3 separate regions of the Zea mays genome follow, and regions 2 and 3 are each linked to region 1. Evidence: chromatin contacts called from public Hi-C data. All regions are on one chromosome and are shown on one strand. The core of a region is the stretch at or near the end of the contact, and the rest is flanking DNA. Distances in the headings are between cores, read along the strand shown. Region 1 holds the start of LOC100193386 (B3 domain-containing protein). Region 2 holds the start of LOC541700 (6-phosphogluconate dehydrogenase 2). Region 3 holds the start of LOC100281735 (UMP/CMP kinase 1).

Region 1 (3,727 bases), core at 11-2,510:
ACTGGCTAAGCTCATCGAAGAGATCAAAGATATGGGCTATGTGCCAGACACTGATTCAATACATGATGTGGAGGATGATGTCAAGGCACAGCTGCTTAACACCCACAGTGAGAAGCTTGCTATTGCATATGGGCTCATTCGAACAGCCCCTGGCACGACAATTCAGATAAAGAAGAACCTTCGAGTTTGTAACGACTGTCATAATGCAACCAAGTTAATATCTCTACTGACAGGACGGGAAATAATCATGAGAGACATTCAACGCTTTCACCATTTTAAGGATGGTAAATGTTCATGTGGAGACTACTGGTAGTGAAATGTTGAAGGCAGTCTGAATATCCATTTCCGAGATGATATACAGCTGCTATACAAGTATACAATTAGACTAACAGGTAAAGCTAACTATTCTATCTTTTTCACCGACCATGTTTTGAATTTGATCGGGGGCATTCGATATGTTGATTTAATGAGGAATGTATACCATGTTCTTTTTTAGTCTGTGTAGCCACCCTTTGCATTGATGGCTCTTGGTTTAAGCTAGTGAACCTATTGTAGAGTTACAGGTTTCAGTCCATTCGGCTTTGTCATTGATACATTTTTTTATTATTATTTCTAAATAAAAGTAGTGCACAAGATATTTATGTCTATTGAGGGCACTGCTTTTCATCATCATGCCTTGTCTGAAGCAGTGAAGCTAAATGTACACGATGAGATGAGCACTGGAAACTGAAGGAAATAAGCTAAACGCCTTGTCTGATTCAGCTGACTTGTACTTGCCAATTGCTGCCAAGGTTCAGCAAGCTTGACGATGACTGCCTTGGTTCCTCTCCAGCGAAACCAGACACTCCCCGTAATACAATCACAGGTACAGGTACGCTAGAAGACGTTGTCTGTTACTTGAATCAGTATAAGAGAATTCGCTTAATTGTGGCGCAATCTTAAGTTGCATGATTGAGATATACTGCAAATATTGGGAGGCATATAAAATGAGAAGAGACCTGTGGTCTATTAGAAAAGGAGCTTTCTGTATGCTGCGTTGTCAACAAATATGTCAGGTGTTGATCCTTTAAGACCCACAGACAACTTTTGGATCTGCCAGTAAGCAAAAAAAAAAAAGATCAGAAAGAGTGTACGGCCGGTGAGCAAGCATGGGCTGCATGGCATCGGTGTTGGCTATCGGAATGACAGGTGAAGGACTGAAACCCTGACGTGCAGGCCGGGCCATTGGTTAGCCTGACCAATCCTGGTAGGTGTCTGCCATTTATGATGGCTGGGCTGGCTCTCGGAGCAACTCTCTCCAATGAGGGCTTTCCGTCATTGATGCCGGTGCAGACCGTTTTTCTTCGCCTTGCTCTCAGGTACGCTCCTGCCCTGGCTGAATTGCACTACATATGAGCGAGCATATGGCAATCTAATAAATCTCTCGAGTCTTTCTGCTGGCCACAATCTTCCTAACCTAGGCAGCAGCTAGCTCTTTGATCCCTGTTGGATTGGATGGAGGTCCGTGGCAGTGCACCCAGCATGAAGCCAAAGGTGGAGCCGCCGTTGGAGGCTTCACACGACTGGGAGGTGACCCCGCTGTCCGGCGACAACCCCTTCTTCACCAGCGTCATGCGCAAGAGCCAAGTCCAGAACCCCTTTCAGCTGGTACACATTTTCTTTTCTTTTCTTTTTCCCCAATCCGGAACGCACGCACGTAGGAGCACACCGTACTGTTTGTTCCAGGTCATCCCGGTTCGCTTCCACCGCCACCTCCCGGAGGCGCGCGCGCCCGCGGTGCTCCTCTGCCGCGACCGGTCGTGGACGGTGAGCTACGCGGGCGTCGGCAAGTGGAAGAGGCTCCAGGGGGCGTGGAGGGACTTCGCCCGCGACAACGGGCTCCGCCTCGGGGACGCCTGCGTCTTCGAGCTCCTTGTGCCCAGTACTGATGCAACCCAAGGAGACGGAGACGGCAGCAAGGATCAGGGGGAGGTGGTGTTCCGTGTGCAGGTGCTCCGCGGCGGCCTGCCGGCTGAGATCACCTCCCGGGGCGCCACCTCCGACGATCCACTCGTCATTGTGGACTAGATCCAACTGCGGGGAGAGTAGTACGTAGTAGACTAGTAGTGGTGCAGTGCAGTCTGTAGAGGAGACGAGACGCTCAGGAGCTAGGTAGCATCGTCGTTGTATTTTGTTGTTGCCCCTGCTCTAGCTAGCTCGCTGGTCCTCGTGGATCTTGTAGCCAGTTTCTTTCTTTCAGCTGCAGACCTTCCTCTTCCTGTGGACACGGTTGCTCCATCACCAAGTGTGCTGATGCTACCAGCTTTCTGCTGTGACAGTACATAGTAGACGCTATCACCAAGTGTGCTGATGCTACCACATTCCAGTAGACGCGGCATGCTTGAAGAGATGTGTTCAATGAGCATCATCCTTTGTGTCCATCCATCGTGTCAATAACTAGAGCTGAATAGCTCGACCGAGTTTAGTGTTTAGGCTATCTCGAGCAGCGTTATCTAAATGAATATTCTGTGTCCTTTAAAGGAATATTCTGTGTCATTTACAGTGCACTATAAAAGATTATATCATCTATATCATCTCGTTATCCAGCAGCGTCCTCTAAATTATATCCTCTATAGAAATAATATTACTCATTCTTATTTTATACACAACTTTTCATTAACGAGACCATGTACGGATCCAACCAGCGCTCTCCATGTGTCTGTCCCAGCGCAGAAGGGAGTAGGAGCCACGGATAGCGGACGCCCGAACAACCTCCAAGTTTAGAGTGTCCAGCGACGCGCGCTATTTTTACCAGACGCTTTACCGTGTGCTGCTGGAGGGCTAGAGGAGCTTGGCGTCCTCTAAATTTAACGTACAGGACCATATACAGACCCTTGCTGGAGATAGCCTTAGGGTTAACGAGTCTGGTTCGGCGCCACAGAGTCATCTCGATTCCTTTACGAGCTTGGGCTGGCTCATTTAGCTTGCGAGACAGAGCAGAAAAAAACAATATATATAATAATCAATTTTTTGTTAATTGCAAATCAATTTAATAATAAAAATAGCAATTATACTCATATTTTAATAAACCACATCAATGTAACACCAAATTAATACAACTCATCACTCATCAGTTCATCAACAATTCATAATTCACACAAGTGTTTATCAATTTAACGCACACTCAGTAGTCTCATAGACCAATTTATTAACATATAGACATACTTTATCAATCACCAGTTGAAAGAGAAATGGCCTTAAACTATTTCTTATATTTTGGTGCTTGATGACCATCACAACCATTCAGACTAACTAGTTTGCCTAGTCTTTGATTCACAGGTTCATAAGATTCAACAGTTCAGTTTCTTAGTCAGAATCAGCTCAGACTCAACCAAATAGGGATAAACATGGAATAGATGAACTACCAATAATTCTACTCTTTGAATAAGTTCAAAATACCCCGAGGAACGTATTCAACACTTCTAGAAAGGTTGGGAAGCTCAAAATCAACATATCGCTATTTTGAGCTAGTTTGAGCAAAAGAAGAAATATGAGTGAAAGAATCAAAATGTTCATGATCCATGACTTAGACTAGATGGAAACCACTTGAGATATTTTTCTAAGTCATAGGATCTCTCTCAAGTTTAGCCAAAGCAACTTGGAGAAGATTGTTCAAAGATCAACAGGAAGTCAGAAACTCAAGTTCTGAAATTGCCTAGCGCGGACCGTCCGGCCCCTTTTGGCGGAC
Region 2 (3,756 bases), core at 626-3,125, 160 kb before region 1:
ACAATCCTGACTCCTTATCATACCAATATCTTCCAGGCTTGAGGTTCCCAGGAGGTCGTTGGCAGCTAAGCAAATCGGTCATCTCCTCGTCGTCAAGAGGGAAACCATTGACCAGGAGCTGCTCAGGCCGGAGCTGGTTCGCCTGGCACTCCTTCTCGACCTTGAGGATCTGCCTGACCTCCAGGGGGCCGAGCAGGCGAGACAGTATCCTAGAGCCCTTCCCGAGCCTGGAGCGCTTGGCCTCGTCGATGGGCTGGCCAATGCAGGTGACACACTTGCGGCCCTCGGGCATGGAGCCCATGGCGCGGAGCAGGCAGTGGCCGCAGTAGCGCGCGTCGCAGACGATGCACGACTCCTTGCTCTCCCACTTGCTCTTCCCGCAGCGGCGGCAGCAGGTCCGCCCTTTCCTCTCGGCCGGCCTCGTCACCGCGACGTGCTGCTCGGCGGACGCCGCGTCGTGTCCGCCGTCCATCTCGCTGCTCTCGTACCTGCCGCCGCTGTCCTCCTCCGGCACCCCGAACGTGACCACCTGAGGTCGCCTCCCCTCCGGCACTGCAGGCCTCGAGGCCTTCGTGGAGCGGGAGCCGGAGCTGCCGGCGTCGTCCTCCTCGTCATCGGAGGAATCCGACGGCGTCATCCTCGCGGCACGGCGATCAGCAGCACCAGCCCGGGACGCTGCCGGCGGGTTGGCACGGGCACGGGCCGCAGCAGGGCCGACGACGGGCGCGACGGGCACGACGCCGCTGCCGAGCCCCAGGGGCCCCGAGGCCGGCTCGGCGGTGGGTATGGCGGGGACGCAGACGGGCTGGATCCGCGGGAGCTCGTACGACACGTCCGGCCCGTTGTACGTCAGCGCGAAGGAGTAGTCCATGTCGGGCAGCGGCTCCGGGATGGTGGTCCCCGGCGGGAACATCCGGCGCACCATGTCCTCCCAGTCGCCCCGGCCCGCCGCCATGCCTGCCCGGTGTAGCAGCAATCCGTCGAGCACCTTGCGCGCGGGCGACTAGTCCGTCCCGGTGCAGATAGATATTTTCCACCCGCGGCAGCAGGCGTAGAGACGGCGGGGAATTCAATTCCCGACCCACCCCTGGGTGGAGTGGAGTGAACGGAGTGGCCTCGACGACGACCGGTCCAACGAGAGGCAGGCTGGGTCAGAGAGAAGAAATGCAACCCCTCCACTGGCACTAGCGGCGGTCGTGGCCAGCCAACCAGCAACCGCAACCGGCGGTGCTGGTGCAGGCCCGGGCGGGGCCCCCCAACGACTCCCGCTCGGCGGCTCGGGTCAGTCAGTCAGCAACGAACAACACATCTTTGCACTGGGCAGCGTGGGAACTGCCGTTCTCCGCCCCGCCCGCATTATCTTATCAAACCGACGCTGGACTTGCAGGAAAGGAAAGGCGCTACAACTTTCCTCTGGGCAGTTTGTTTGACCGGGGAATGGAATGGGGATGGATGGACGTGGACGGACGGACGCAGAGTGGGAAAACGGATGAAGAAGGACGAGGACACGCAGGAGGAGGAAGACCACGACTGCACTGGCCGCTGGCGGTGGAGGTGGGACCGGTCGAGCAACGGCAGGCCGCGCGTGAATGATGAGTTGCTTGCGTCAGAGCACCACCAACCATCGTACCCTGCCACCACGGCCCACCGGGCCCCTGGCGTGAGTGGGAACCGGGTGGGTGTTGGGCCCGCCGCGTCAGAAGCACCAACCGAGCCATGGTTCACGGGCTGCGGGCTGCGGGCTGCGGGCTGCGGCGGCCGACGGGACCGGTGTGAGCAGGCGACCACGAAGGGGCCCACCCGTCGGTGGCTGCCTGCCCCCGCTCGTCAACAACTACCCCGAAAGCCGCCAAGCGGCTGCTGCGCAAGGTGCGAAAGGCACCTTCCCTGCCCGATTGGCGATTTAAGTGGTGGGGGAGGGAAGGCCGATGGTCAGTGAAAGAGAGGTAGGTGGCCGGACGGTGGTGGCATCGCCAATTCAACTCCGCATCTGAATCGGCACTCGGCAGCGCGCCAGCTCCATAGGTGAGGCTTCGGATCCCGATCTCCGCACCCTGTCCGATTCCAGCTCCGTCCTCCCCGGATTTCAGTTCCACCGCGTTGAGGTTTTCTTTTTTTGTCTCCTTTGGGTCCTCTTGTTCCCGAAGCATGGGGACTGGGGGTTGAATTCGTGTAGAGATCCAGATGATTGCGCTGCTAGCTCCGATCGCCGATTTTACTCTGCTGCCTGCCGGTCCAGATCCATGGAAGCAAGTCGATGAACTTAGAGGGCTTCCGCTCTGGATTTTCTTTGAAAATAAGTTAGAGTCCTGTCAAACACCTCTTTTCTCTGCCAAACGATCTACAAAATGGCTTTAGCTTAGAAAACTGTTTAGTTAGAAAACTGTTTAGCTTAGAAAACTGTTTACTCGGCCAGGGGACAGAGAGACGCATTACCTTGCCTTCTTGCTCTTTTCGCCTCTAGCGGTGCTGTGTATTCAGTTACTTCGTCTCAAAGAAATTCAGTTGGTTTCATCCTATACACCTATATGTAGCCGGCCCTGTGACTCGCAGGGCAGCGTATGATCTTTGATCCTCGGCTTATGTATTCACCTCATCGGCCGCTTAACCTTGGTACATGAAAATAGATTTTGTTTCCAGGGTCCTGCTCGGCTTATGTATGAAATAGATTTTTTTTTCTCAGTGTAGGAGGAGATGGCGCTCACAAGAATCGGTCTTGCTGGCCTTGCGGTCATGGGGCAGAACCTTGCCCTCAACATTGCAGAGAAAGGGTTCCCCATCTCTGTGTACAACAGGACAACCTCCAAGGTGGACGAGACCGTGCAGCGTGCCAAGGCAGAAGGAAACCTTCCCGTCTACGGCTTCCATGACCCCGCGTCCTTTGTGAAGTCCATTCAGAAGCCACGGGTGGTGATCATGCTCGTCAAGGCCGGCGCGCCAGTTGACCAGACCATCGCGACGCTCGCAGCTCACTTGGAGCAGGGCGACTGCATCATCGATGGGGGGAACGAGTGGTACGAGAACACGGAGAGGAGGGAGAAGGCCATGGAGGAGCGCGGCCTCCTGTATCTTGGCATGGGTGTCTCTGGAGGAGAGGAGGGTGCCCGCAACGGCCCGTCCTTGATGCCCGGAGGCTCGTTCGAGGCTTACAAGTACGTCGAAGACATTGTCCTCAAGGTGGCTGCTCAGGTCCCTGACAGTGGCCCGTGTGTCACGTACATTGGCAAAGGTGGATCGGGCAACTTTGTCAAGATGGTTCACAACGGAATCGAGTATGGCGATATGCAGCTGATTTCCGAGGCATACGACGTTCTCAAGTCGGTCGGTAAGCTCACCAACAGTGAGCTGCACCAGGTGTTCTCCGAGTGGAACAAGGGCGAGCTCCTGAGCTTCTTGATCGAGATCACGGCCGACATCTTTGGCATCAAGGACGAGCATGGCGATGGCTACCTGGTGGACAAGGTCCTTGACAAGACCGGGATGAAAGGGACAGGGAAGTGGACGGTGCAGCAGGCCGCCGAGCTGTCGGTGGCCGCTCCTACGATCGAGGCGTCCTTGGACTCGAGGTTCCTGAGCGGGCTGAAGGACGAGCGGGTGGAGGCCTCCAAGATCTTCCAGGGTGACTACTACTCCACCGGCTCGCCGGTGGACAAGGCGCAGCTGGTGGAGGACGTGAGGCAGGCCCTGTACGCGTCCAAGATCTGCAGCTACGCGCAGGGCATGAACATCATCAAGGCCAAGAGCGCGGAGAAAGGC
Region 3 (3,883 bases), core at 1,303-3,802, 200 kb after region 1:
TCGACAGGAGCGTCGGCACGCTTCTCTCCTTCTATTGAAAAATACAAGAGTTTCGTTCCTTCCAAATTTCCCACACTGTGAGAAGGAGCATGGAGCGTACTCCCTTTCTAGGCATCCTAGGCAGATGAACTATGCTCTGTATAAGCGCCTTGAAGTTTACATCGGTGTGGCCTATGAACTATGCTCTGTATACTGTTGACGTTGAATAGGAGCCTGCTTGAGTGAAGGCCCAAGTTATCTCATCCTCCGTATTTTGCACGAGGCGCATAGATTGCACAATTGTCCAAGGCTCAATGAATTGGCTCAAGTGGTCGATTGCCGAGATGAACTGTAAGTTGATACTTCTCACCCAACCATGGTCAACTAGCGCTTCCTTGACTGTCAAATTGTGACGATTATTATTCTTGTTGCCGCCGCAAAGAGAAGTTGGTTAGTGTTGGTGCAAGGAGTTTCGAGCCCCGCCCATGGAGCATCAGGGTTTGCCCATCCAGCCACAACCAACGTAACTGCAACGCTCTAGAAAATCTTTTTGAATCAAGCATTCCAAGGCCGTCGAGGTTGACAGGACGTGTCACCGTTGGCCAGTTCACTTTACATTTTCCCTCCCATTAGGTTTTCTCCACCGGCCCAAAGGAACATTTTACTGATCCTATCAAGGTCCTTAAACACATACTTTGGGCGTTGAGGACGGAAAGTGTATGAGTCGGCTGCGAGGAAAGCACCGCCTTAGTAAGGATAAGTCTTCCAGCATGGGTGATGTTGCGCCCTTTCCAGGCCACCATCCTGTTATGCACCTTGTCCAGTAGATACTGAAAAACTACCTTTCTCAATCTAGAAACTGTCAGAGTGATGCCGAGGTATTTGACTGGGAAAAACGCCCTAGTCGCAGGGAAGTTGCAAATGGTTTCATTGAGGTTCATGTGATCGCATCTAATTGTCAGGAAGGATGACTTTTGAATATTGGTTTGGAGCCTGGATGCCTTCCCGAAACCATGAAGAATGTAGGTCAAGGCGTCTAATTCGCTTTTGATGGGTTTGATGAAAATGACAGTAGATATCATCTACGTACATTGAGACACGAAGCCGCAATCTATTGCTAGATATTTGTGACAGAGTTCCAGCCTGAGTTGCTAAGCTGAGCATTCTTTGCAGCGGCTCCAATACCAGGACAAAAGGTAGAGGCAAAAGTGGGTCACCCTTCCATGGTAGAACGATTGCCCCGGGATCCCATTGAGAAGAACCTGGGACGAGGATGTGGCCAGCACTGTAGCGATCCAGAAACCAAGTTGAGAGAGAAGAGTTAAAAGGTAGTCTCATCTGAATTAGTCGAAAGCTTTGGAGATATCAAGTTTGATGAGAAGCATCGGAGATCTGTTTTGGTGGAATTTCCTTGCCATGCTACGAACATACAAGAAGGTATCATAGGTACTTCTTCCCTTGATGAAGGCGCTCGGACACTTGGAAACGATGTTCTCCATGACCGGAGCCTGAGGGAAAAAAGCTTCAGAAAAAGCTTAGCGTCACATTGAATTAGGCTGATAGGCTTGAAGTCTTCGATTTTTTCCGCACCTTCCTTCTTTGGTAGCAAGATGATATTAGCTTCGTTTAGGATATCAAAATGTTGAAAACACTGGGCATGAAGGGTATGACCGCCATCAAGTCAAACTTGTTGATGGACCAGCATGACTTGTAAAAAGCGCCCGTGTGAATGAGATGCTGAGTGATATGACGAGGGCATGTACAGTGGAGAGACACCAAAACGGTTCTCCAAGCACAGGAGGTAACTAAGAGACTCTATTGTACAGTAGAGTGTCTATAAACATAGTCTATTAATAAATACAGAATTAAATGTATTTATATAACATCAGATCGATAGAACAGACGACAAATTCGTATAGTGAGAAGTGAGGCATCTGTTGCTACTTGGTTTACGAGCCAGAGGCGTCTCTTCACGGAGAGACGGCTCTAAGATTTTTTTATAAATAACCCTCTTAAACATCTTAAGAGGCTAAGAGCCTCCACATTAAACACTACTGTACATGTCCTGATTGATTGATGGACTCCTTGATCGCATCTGCCATCCGGGCGAGAGGAAATAAACAAAAGAATTGTTTTTTTTCATTTTCATCATCATTAATTAATTAATTAAAAGAAGTGAAGGAAACAAAGAGACTGACGTACGTATGGTGTGATTTTTTTGTTTTGTTTTGTTTTGTTTGTTTATCTCCCCCTTTTTCATTTTTCGTATGATCTGTAGAACACACTTAATTCCATCTTCTGTTCAAAATACGTTGCAAAAAAAAGCATCCGATTGACACAGACAGTAGAACAATAGAAGAGGAAACAAAACGATTAACTGTATGTACATGCTAGAAAGAATATTCGAGCAGGAACGTGAGAGCAAGAAAGAAATATATAGTTACCATGAATGGCAGCAGAGGGATTGATCTTGCTCGCTGCAATGGCGGCGGAGGAGGCCAGGGCACACCGCACACAGAGGGGAGAGAGAGAGAGAGAGAGAGAGGAGTCTGGGTGCAGGAGAGGAGACGGTCCCTCTAGATGAAGCCAGTGCTACTAGTTGCAGCAAAAGGACAGGAGGAAGCTCAAAGAGAGGTGCAAAGCTGGCTGGCGCTGGGATTCCCATTCCCATTTCGATTCCAATTCCACCTCCACAGGGGGGTGGGCAACTGGCTGCGACGCGAAAGATGTGGTCGATTCCATTCCATCCAATCCAACACGCACGTGCCTATAGATTGATCCATCCACTATTGATTCTTGTTCAGTGCTAATATAACGGGTAGCTGTTAAAAGATAACAAGTACTAAAGTACTGCAGTACATAACTATATAAGCCTACTATGTACATTTTAAATTTTGGAGTGACTTCAGCGGTAGGGGAGAAGCTCGATCTTCACCGGCCGCTGCCACCGCAGAAATTGTCCGTAAAAGGCATCCTAGACACTGTTGCACGGTACTCAAAGTATAAAACATAACTAAAACACAATATAATACAGTGGTCATGTCTAAAACATGTGTCTTACCATATTTATTGTACCAATTAGAGCATTCAATAAATTAAAGTGACCAATCAGTTAGTCTCCTCTCTCGAACATAGAGCTAAGACACTGTGTCTTCGTCAAGATACATGTCTTTGGTTTTTTTACATTCACCCCTCTAGACACACTCTGAGACACAACTTAAAACAACCCTTGTATATGCCCTAAGTGTATTAGAGAAGATTAAGGCTTTGTCTACTATTCACGCTAATCCATATGTATTGATGTGGATTTAGATATAAATTAAATTAATTTACACCTAATCCACCCTAATACATATGGATTCAGATGAATACTAGAGTATCTAAACAAGGTCTCAGGCCTTATTTGAATACTCTCGTATTTACCACAATCCACAAGTATTGAGGTGGATTGAGGTGTAAATTAGTTTAAATTGCACTGCAATCTACTTAAATAAGATGAATACGGTAGTTTTCAAACAAGGCCTGAGGGTATCAAATTCCCTTCTATTTAATTTTGAATAGGAAGGGATTTAATCCCCTCTGATCCTCTTTCAATTTACTCCTAACCGAACAAACCCGCATGGGCCGATCTCTACCCGTCTAATGGACATACACATACGACAATATCTTTAATATAATATGACGAACTTAAAATCTCAAGACTGATTTGGTTGCCAAAGAATTGAAGGTGGTCCATGAAGAGGAATCACCTTTCTATTCAAAATTAAATAGAAAGATGAGATGATCCTCATATATTCTCTCTAGTTTTCCTAGCCAGCAAACCAGCCTTAAACGTAGGGCCAGAGTTATTTCTAAAAAAATTTTTATTAACGATTGCCGTTGTTCAACAAAATCAAGGTCCTAT

The links. A called contact is a pair of places that touch in the nucleus more often than the background predicts.
Region 2: a contact with region 1 is called in a Hi-C map of root tip, with 2.9 times the contacts expected there. The contact joins the promoter of LOC541700 here to the promoter of LOC100193386 in region 1. A contact is called at or near these places in 9 of 25 Hi-C or Micro-C datasets (bundle sheath, ear, endosperm and 3 more) and 1 of 3 datasets of contacts at active chromatin or transcription factors (leaf).
Region 3: a contact with region 1 is called in a Hi-C map of leaf, with 2.9 times the contacts expected there. The contact joins the promoter of LOC100281735 here to the promoter of LOC100193386 in region 1. A contact is called at or near these places in 4 of 25 Hi-C or Micro-C datasets (ear, leaf and tassel).

Annotation. Positions count from the first base shown.
Region 1 is chr6:66,876,719-66,880,445 of Zm-B73-REFERENCE-NAM-5.0, reverse strand. LOC100193386 (B3 domain-containing protein) reads left to right here and starts at 1,260. Exons shown (of 3, transcript NM_001352251.1): 1 at 1,260-1,358; 2 at 1,461-1,647; 3 at 1,726-2,521. The coding sequence starts at 1,495. The coding sequence ends at 2,067. LOC114574132 reads left to right here. Exons shown (of 1, transcript NM_001369640.1): 1 at 1-1,165. The coding sequence ends at 313.
Region 2 is chr6:67,036,041-67,039,796 of Zm-B73-REFERENCE-NAM-5.0, reverse strand. It overlaps LOC541700 (6-phosphogluconate dehydrogenase 2), which reads left to right and starts at 1,875. Exons shown (of 2, transcript NM_001279373.2): 1 at 1,875-2,025; 2 at 2,684-3,756. The coding sequence starts at 2,695. LOC100272751 reads right to left here and starts at 1,448. Exons shown (of 9, transcript NM_001360110.1): 1 at 1-1,448. The coding sequence starts at 955.
Region 3 is chr6:66,681,682-66,685,564 of Zm-B73-REFERENCE-NAM-5.0, reverse strand. LOC100281735 (UMP/CMP kinase 1) reads right to left here and starts at 2,552. Exons shown (of 8, transcript NM_001368088.1): 1 at 2,424-2,552. The coding sequence starts at 2,426.